2 separate regions of the Rattus norvegicus genome follow, and region 1 is linked to region 2. A link is a contact called in public Hi-C data. All regions are on one chromosome and are shown on one strand. The core of a region is the stretch at or near the end of the contact, and the rest is flanking DNA. Distances in the headings are between cores, read along the strand shown.

Region 1 (4,137 bases), core at 1,150-3,649, 210 kb before region 2:
GCTTCTGTGTACCCGACACAGGCAGTTTCTGGGGCCTGCAGAGGCCCGAAATGGGCATTTGATTACTGGGATCTGGAATTCCAGCTGGTTGTGAGGCACCATATTGGTTCTGACAACCAAACCCTGGTCCTCTTCGAGAGCAGTGAGTGATCGTAAACATTTAGCCATCTCTCCAGCCTCCATAACGGTTACGTTTTATTGATGGGTTGTTCCATTTTAAAGCATGTACTGGCTTTTCCTCTCTCCTCTGACTAATTTTAGCCCAAAGTTTCCGATGTTTGTTCAAGCAGTGGCTTGCTTCAAGCTTCTGCTTCTCTGATAAATTGACTCCATCCTTTCTGTCTGTCTGTGAGTGCCGTTGTCAATGAGGTGTGCTTCCTGGAGACAACAAATGGATGGGTGTGTCTTAACGATTCTTGCTGGCATCCCGTGTGAGACATGGTGGGCTCCTTCCTAACACTTCATGTCTCATCTCTCTCATGTGCTGGGTTACTGTGGCTTCCTGTGCTTGTCCCCCTCTCTGCACACACTGCCTTTCACTACCTCTCCCCTTCCGACTGAGTCCAATTTTTAAAATGTCTCGTCCAATCGTCACGGTATTTCAAGTAGGAAGAAGTGTCTATTCTTGTCACCCACCCTATCTTAGCCAGAAGACCTGCTCCTCCATCTCCTTCCACATGGCCTCAGAGGCACCGTAAACCAAACATGCTCTTAACCCCTGTAACTCAGATGCCAAGGGCGGATGACCAATGAACGTCGAGCCCGAGATGTGCTGGCAAAGACTCCGGAGGTTCTGTTTCCTTTAACTTTATGAAGGTGACTCTAGCTGGGGCCTTGTTTTGTCCACACGCTCAGCCTATTTTCTTTGTACAAGGTAAGAAGTATAATGGAATTGAACCGTAATCCTTTTTTGTCATTGTTCGATTGCCTAGCTATTTTTTTTTTATTTTGATAACAATAGTGAGGGTTAGAACTTGCACTTCACTTGAATTCAAAACACACAAACCAGTACTTCCCAGAGCTAGGAATGCCTTCAGTTATCTCTCACTTTAGTGCTCAGAACGCTTTGTTAGCAATGCCTCCCATTCTTTCCCAACCAAGTCAGGAGTAGATTTCCAGGGGAATGGGAACCCTGTCTTTACTGCTCGCGATTTCAGTGTTAGCTTCAATACCTGCCTCTACCAGGTCTGCCGCTCTGTCCCCATAGCTATTCCTGCTGCTCAATAAACAGCAGTGGGGGGAAAACAAGCTCCCCTTTTGTTGCCTTCTAGAAAAATCGATAAGAATGCAATCTGAGCAAGGTATGATTTTAATCAGTGCTGCCTTAGGCATTAGTGTCCCCGTAACACTTGGGACAAAGAGATGGAGTCTGCTTGGGACGCATGCCTTGAGTTTGTGTTCTCGGGACACAGATTTGAACAGCTAGGAGAAATGAAACAAGGTCAAGGGTGTTTCCTCCCCAGGGAGATATAAGCCTGTAAACTCAGCAGTGTGGACATCAGTTTGGGGTCAGCACTTGCTCAGTCTGGATAAGAGGTCCACAAAGCACAAGTCGACTCAACTCCCCGGTGTTTGAAATTTACCCAGTGACCAAGTCCAATGTAGACAGATGTGGAAGAGCAGGGAAAGCCAGGCTTGGCTCAGGTGACAAAGACAAGGTGGAAGAAAGCAGCTGGTTTCCAAGGCACGGTTGGCACAAGGGATTGGGCTGGTTCATAGTTCACTTTGCCAGCTCTTGCCAGCCCCTCAAGCACTTGAGGAGGGTCCCAGGTAGAAGCAACAGAGCACCTCCAAGTTGGGTGCATTCCTGCAATGCAGTCATCTGTTCTTTTATTTATTTATTTATTTATTTATTTATTTATTTATTTATTTATTTACTGACTGACTCATTTGTTTAGTAGAGTGCACAGGGAGGTCAGAGGATGACTTTCAGGAATTGGCTCTTTTGGTCCTCTGTGGGTTTGGGGGAGCATATTCAAGAGTCATCGAGCACCATCATGGGCACACCCGTGTGCTGCTCCATCGTGCTGCCTCTTTATCTGTTCTTAATCTTAGGGAAGGGTACAGAATGACAAACATCCGCAGTGAGACAGCCAGCTCACGCAGTCGAGCTGGGTACAGGACGTCATCCACAAGTGACAGAAAGGAAGGAGATCACTAGTCACTGCGGCAGGCCAGACCAGTGGTGCAGACAGCTCTTCATGTTCTAGAATGTTCCCCGTGTGTTTTCTGAGCCCGTTCCACAGAGAAGGAGCCTCCCTAACCATGTGACTCCCTAACTGTGCTCTGGTCTCCTCAGAAATTTACATTTTTACTTCACCCGCTGCTCTCCAGGGATGTGGGCGAGGGCAGGGGTGGTTAATAGACAACAGTGCCGGAGAAAGGCAATGCTGGATAAAATATAACTCTGGTGACCTACAAACAGCATGCATTGGCCCGAGGCGTCCTTAATGAAAGCTGGGAGAGTAAAAAGAGGTCATGACCCCAGATTTGTCCGGAGTCCAGGCCACCGAGCAAGCGAGCGAGCGAGTGAGGGAGTGCATTCCTCAGAGACAGACCCAGCCTGCAGTCTGCATTCTACCCCCGGCCCCATAAACGCAGAGGGGAAGATCTGAAGTCAGATGTGAACAATGAACCTGCCTTGAGACATCAGCCTCGGCTGGGAACTGACTGGAAATAACTTCAGAATGAAGAAGCCCGCTCTGGAGGGGACATGGAGAGCTTCGGTTTGAGCTGTGTGTGTTCTACGTAGGAGGGAACCGCCAGTCCACTGCCTCTTGCTAAATAACAGAAGTCACATGATCCTCAAGAGGGGACTAAAAGGGAAAGCTCAGCCAGTGAGACGATGTGTTGGTGTCATAACATGGCCCAAAGCCGACTTAGGGAAGGAAAGGGTTTATTTCAGCTTGCAAGTTACAGTCTATCACTAAGGGAAGTTGGGACGAGAGCTTGCAGCAGGAACCTGGAGGCAGGAACTGATGCAGAGACTGTGGAGGAGTGCTGCTTACTGGCTTGCTCTCCATGGCTTGCTTAGCCTGCTTTTTGGATGCAACCCAGGCTCACCTGCCCAGGGGTGGCACTGCTCACAGTGGGCCGGGTCCTCCTGCATCTGTTAGCAAATTAAAAAAATACCTCACAAGCTAATCTGATTCCAGTAATTCCTGAACTGAGGTTCTCTCTGCCCTGGTGACTGATTCCACTTTGCGTTGAGCTGACAAAACTAACCAGCACAGAATGTAACACAGTATCTGACTTTAGAGATCAGAAGGGTTGGGTCAGGAAGCTGGGAATAGATCCACCTCAAGATCCAGCTGTGCCACTCTTGGCCATATTCCCTGAGGACTTCATCCTATTCCCTGAGGACTCCATCATATTCCTTGAGGACTCCATCATATTCCCTGAGGACACTGCATCCGATTGCAGCAGATTCTTGCCCATCAGTGTCCATTGCTGCTCTACTCATAATAGTCAGAAATGGCCTAAATGTCCATCAGCTGATGAATGGATATGGAAAATAGGATACATTTACCCAATAAAATATTATTCAGCTACTAAGAAAAATCAAATCATGAAGTTTGCAGGCAAATGGATAGAGGTAGAAAAGTCATCCCCGGTCGGGTAACCCAGACCCGCAAGGACAACTTGAATGTAGATGTTTGCTTACAAGCTGCTGATGTGTGATCTGTGTGTTTCAGTCAAATAAACATGGAGGTTAGGTAGCTAATGACTGCGGAGGGAAGGAGGGAGGAGGATCTTCCGAGGAAGGGGAAATAGAATACGTTGTTATGAAGAGACCAAGGAAAGGCTAGTATGGGAGGATTTATATGGAAGGGAATGGGAGGAAAGGGTAGAGGAGGAGATATGGGGAGGGCCAATGTCTTAGAGTTCCATTGCTGGGAACAGGCACCATGACCAAGGAAAACATTTAATTGGGGCCGGCTTACAGTTTCAGAGGTCCAGTCCATTATCATCATGGTGGGGAAACATGGCAGTGTGCAGGAAGACGTGGTGCTGGAGAAGTTGCTGAGAGACTTACATCTTGATCTGAAGGCAGCCAAGAGGAGGGTCTGTCGTTTGCACTGGGCTGAGTCTAGGCATCGAAAGAGACCTCAAAGCTCACCCCACAGCGAAACACTT
Region 2 (3,726 bases), core at 774-3,273:
TTTCAACTTCAAAGTACTTGGTGGGGGGTTGGGGGGGATGGTCTGCCTAGCAGACCTGCCTCATTGGGAGCCAGAACCACCTGTTTAGTTCTGTCAGGCCCAGACCCTTTATGTAATGCAACACTGTTTCTCCCTAGCCATGGCAGTGAACTACCGGCTTTCACAGGCAACAGCTATGAGAACGCCCATGGTGTTTCTTTTCTCTTCCCAGTATGGTCGGACTCCTCTCCACCTTGCAGCCAACAACGGGATCCTAGATGTGGTCCGCTACCTCTGCCTGATGGGCGCCAACGTGGAGGCTCTGACCTTGGTGAGTACCAGGCAGGGGCAGGTGTTTAGCCTCAGAGAGAGCCATGGAAACTTCTCATGCCTCAAGGGCACGAGGAGAGAGGTATTGCCTGGCAACTGCATTCTAAAGCAGACAGGCTGCTCTTAAGCTCCAGCCCTCCACGGCAGTTACATAAACATTTGCCCACACAGACCTAGTTTAATATCTAGTTAATGTTTCATCCTCTCTCATCTCACCAGCCCCGCTCCGCCAGCCAGCGACCCGCTGGTTCACACTGGCCTTTTGTTTACCGTGTTACACAACAGTGCCTCTTAGCTTTCTATCCCACGTATAGATTTCCCTTTCGTAAGTGCTTCCCGTTGGCCCCAGGGCGCAAGAGGCCCAGTGCCCTGTGGGAGGAGCTGGATCCCCTGTGTGGTCTTGGGGCATGAGCAACCTAGAGGCAAAGGGCTGGTGCCTACAGTTTAGAGTCTGCCTTTGCTGCTGGGACCGAAATTTATTTCTAAGCAAGATGTAGTCTGTTCCTCTGGCTTCTCATTTTAGGCTTAGTGCCACCCTCCCACCCCCCACCCCAGAAGAAACCATTTCTTTCATATTTCATAAAATACCATGGATAAGAGTTTGGCCAACAGCGGTTCAGTTGTAGCCATGAAATATTGCTTGAGTTGTTGCTGGCCCTACAGTGGGTTAATTACCCGAGTGTGTGGGGTCCTGACATTCGCAGATCTGAACTTTACCACCTGCCTTGAAGGAGATTACATGGTGTTTGATGTGGCAGCTACCTGAGGCTCTGAGGTTCTTGGAGATCTTCAAAGTCTTGAAGGAGCTGGCCCATAGAGCTCAATCTAGCCTGCCACTTGCTTTTGTAAATCAAATTTCCCTGAGGCACAGATATGCCCATTAATTTATACCATTGTCTTTGGCTATCCATGCTGCAGAGGCCTAAATACCCGGCATGGTTCTAGAGAGAGAGAGAGAGAGAGAGAGAGAGAGAGAGAGAGAGAGAGAGAGAGAGAATGCACTGACCTATGGTGCTATACCTTCCTCCCTGTTTGTGTGTAGGTCTTTGCTCTCTGTCTGTGTTTAGGTCTTTGCAGTACCATTCACTCTCAATATGTAAACACGGGCCTGTTCTGTGCAGTGTTGGGCTCTGCAGGCACAGACACGAATAAGTCTGGGCATAGAATGGGTGCACATCTCAGGGTGCTGGCTCACCCCTGCCACACAAGAATCTGTTAGACCCAGGTATATTCATTAACCTTTACCTACAGGTTAGTTATCCTGAGGTAAAGCATATTTGTCTCAGATGATGGCTTATGGGGAAATAAAAACCAGGGTGACTCAGAAGATGCTATCAGCTGTTGGATCCAGAAGTGTGTGCGGCCTTTGGTCCCTTTGTCTTGCTCCGTGAGCCCATGTTCCTCCCCCTCACTCTTTCCTGCAGTGCTGTCTTCACCGCTTCCCACCACTCCCTGCTCATACCGCCTCCCTGTCTCCCAACCCTTTCAGCTTCTAGAGAGGCCCAGTGTCTTCTGTCTGTACGTAGCCTCATTTACTCTGATGCTTGCCCCACACAGGGAACCTTTTAGAGAATGAGAAAGGATTACCGACCAGAGAGTCTTTGACCATCCGTAGTTACGGGGTGGAGCAAGAGTGATGTCAGATAAGAGTGGGGACTGGGAGGTGGGTGGAGCTGTCTTCTCTGCAGCAGCTGGTCATGAAGTCTGGCAGCTGAGTAGTCAGGAAGTGGGCGTGGCTCATGAAAAGCATTAGGCTAAGAGGCCTGAGCTTGGTGGCCACCCACTCCTGTCTAGATTACGGAGACCATGCTGGAGACAGAATGGAGAGCCTCCCATCAGCGAGCAGGCCTGGTGGGCATCTGGCCTCCTAGCAGAGGGAAGGCAGGCATCTTCCTCTTTGAACAGGGATGACCTCGTGTGAGGAGTGGGGTGACCGTGTACTGAGGACATCACTGAGGGACAAAAGCGAATGGTGTGTCTGTCATTTTGAATTTTCTAGCAGCCGCATCAAAGAAGAAGCAGACAAACCGACTTTCCGTAGTGTGTGAGGGATCTCATTTCAATGGGATCATTTTGAGATTATTAATATTTTTCATATTCTCTTATCTGTACTGGGTTTTTACTGCCTTGTATATCCTGTGCTGACAGCCATCTTTTCAGGAACACATTTCAGACCTGTGCCTGAGGATGCTGCCCTGTGGAACAGCCAACTGTAACTTTTTCTCGCTTCTGAGCAGACTGTACAGTTAACATTTGGCTCCACGGCGCCCCCTAGTGTCACCTTTAGATTCTGAGCTCCCCTGGCTTCTCCTCCTCCACTGATTCAGCAGAGACCCCAGTCACCTTTCGGGAGCTGCTTCTTTTATTATAAACTAAAACAAAGATGACAAAAGAAGCGACCAGGTGCGGGGGCGCTCGCCTTTGATACCAGCGCTCGGGAGGCCAAGGAAGGCAACTTTCTATATTGAGAGTTCTAGGCCAGCCAGAACTGTAAAAATAAAATAAACCAGTGTGTGACCAAAATGATCAAGTGTGGTAAATCATTGTTATAGGTCTACACGGGCATGAAACAACTTTAGGAGCCACCCCAGGAGCCAGTGGCTTGACTCCACAGTGCCTGCTTTCTCTGGATGTAACCAGTCTCTGACTTCTCTCTTCCTCTCTTTGCCTGCTCATCCTGCTCAGCAGGTGCTAGTGGCTCCAATTAATCCTGTTTCTTCTCTTCAGCCTTCCATGCACTCGGTTCTCCTTTGCTCCTGTCTGCCCATGGTTCTTCTTCCTGTCCTCTCCAGGACACCTGCTCTATTGTCTGGCCTCCCTTCTCTACTCTTTGAGCCCCAGGTTTGCAGCTTCGCTTGAGTACCAAGCCTGCATCCAAGTCTCTGGACTTGCATGTCCTCAGAGCTCAGCCTTGGGTGCCATCTTGGAAAGTCTAAGGTACCCGTTTCCTCCTCTTCTTCCTCAATGTGTCCCGTGCTAATGAAGCCTGGGACGGTTTGATGGGAACTCTCAGTTGGGGGTACAGTGTCCTGTAAGGAACTCAGTTCAGCCCAGAGTAAAGGACATGTTCTGGCCTGCCTGTTGGATCCATCTCAGAACTTTAGGGTCACAGTAAGAGTAGGGTGGCCCTGAATTTACAGCGCTACAGTCTGGGGAGAGCATTCATTCTCAGCTTGGCAGTCTTGTCCCCAGAAGACACGTGGAATTATCTGGAGACGTGGTTGATTTTTAAGCTGGAGGTTGAGGGATGTTACAGGCACCTTGGTAGACTTCAGAGGTGTTATTAACACCGTAGAAGGCTGACGATGGCTTTCCACAGCAGAGAATAACATAGTCCACTAGATTTGTTGGTCCAGAGAGACCCCATGTGTATCCCAGGAGCAATTAGAGCTGAGGAACTGGGAGTCTGGCAGGTAG

Evidence for each region. A called contact is a pair of places that touch in the nucleus more often than the background predicts.
Region 1: a Hi-C map of liver shows a contact between it and region 2, with 5 times the contacts expected there. The contact joins two enhancer-like sites. A contact is called at or near these places in 12 of 12 Hi-C or Micro-C datasets (the A7r5 cell line, the Rat2 cell line, Schwann cells and 7 more) and 1 of 1 datasets of contacts at active chromatin or transcription factors (oligodendrocytes).

Annotation. Positions count from the first base shown.
Region 1 is chr17:4,181,798-4,185,934 of GRCr8, reverse strand. All of the region lies in intron 2 of LOC100912124 (a long non-coding RNA gene), which reads right to left. Among named protein-coding and RNA genes, the nearest start is that of Dapk1, 87 kb to the right of the region's middle. Within about 2 kb of position 2,399, at least 5 of the 93 cell types and tissues checked have an H3K27ac peak or open chromatin away from gene starts, as enhancers often do. A contact at or near this core is called in hepatocytes, kidney and liver, where this site is marked.
Region 2 is chr17:3,968,643-3,972,368 of GRCr8, reverse strand. Dapk1 (death associated protein kinase 1) reads left to right here. Exons shown (of 26, transcript NM_001107335.2): 18 at 212-310. Among named protein-coding and RNA genes, the nearest start is that of Cts7l2, 61 kb to the right of the region's middle. Within about 2 kb of position 2,023, at least 41 of the 93 cell types and tissues checked have an H3K27ac peak or open chromatin away from gene starts, as enhancers often do. A contact at or near this core is called in hepatocytes, kidney and liver, where this site is marked.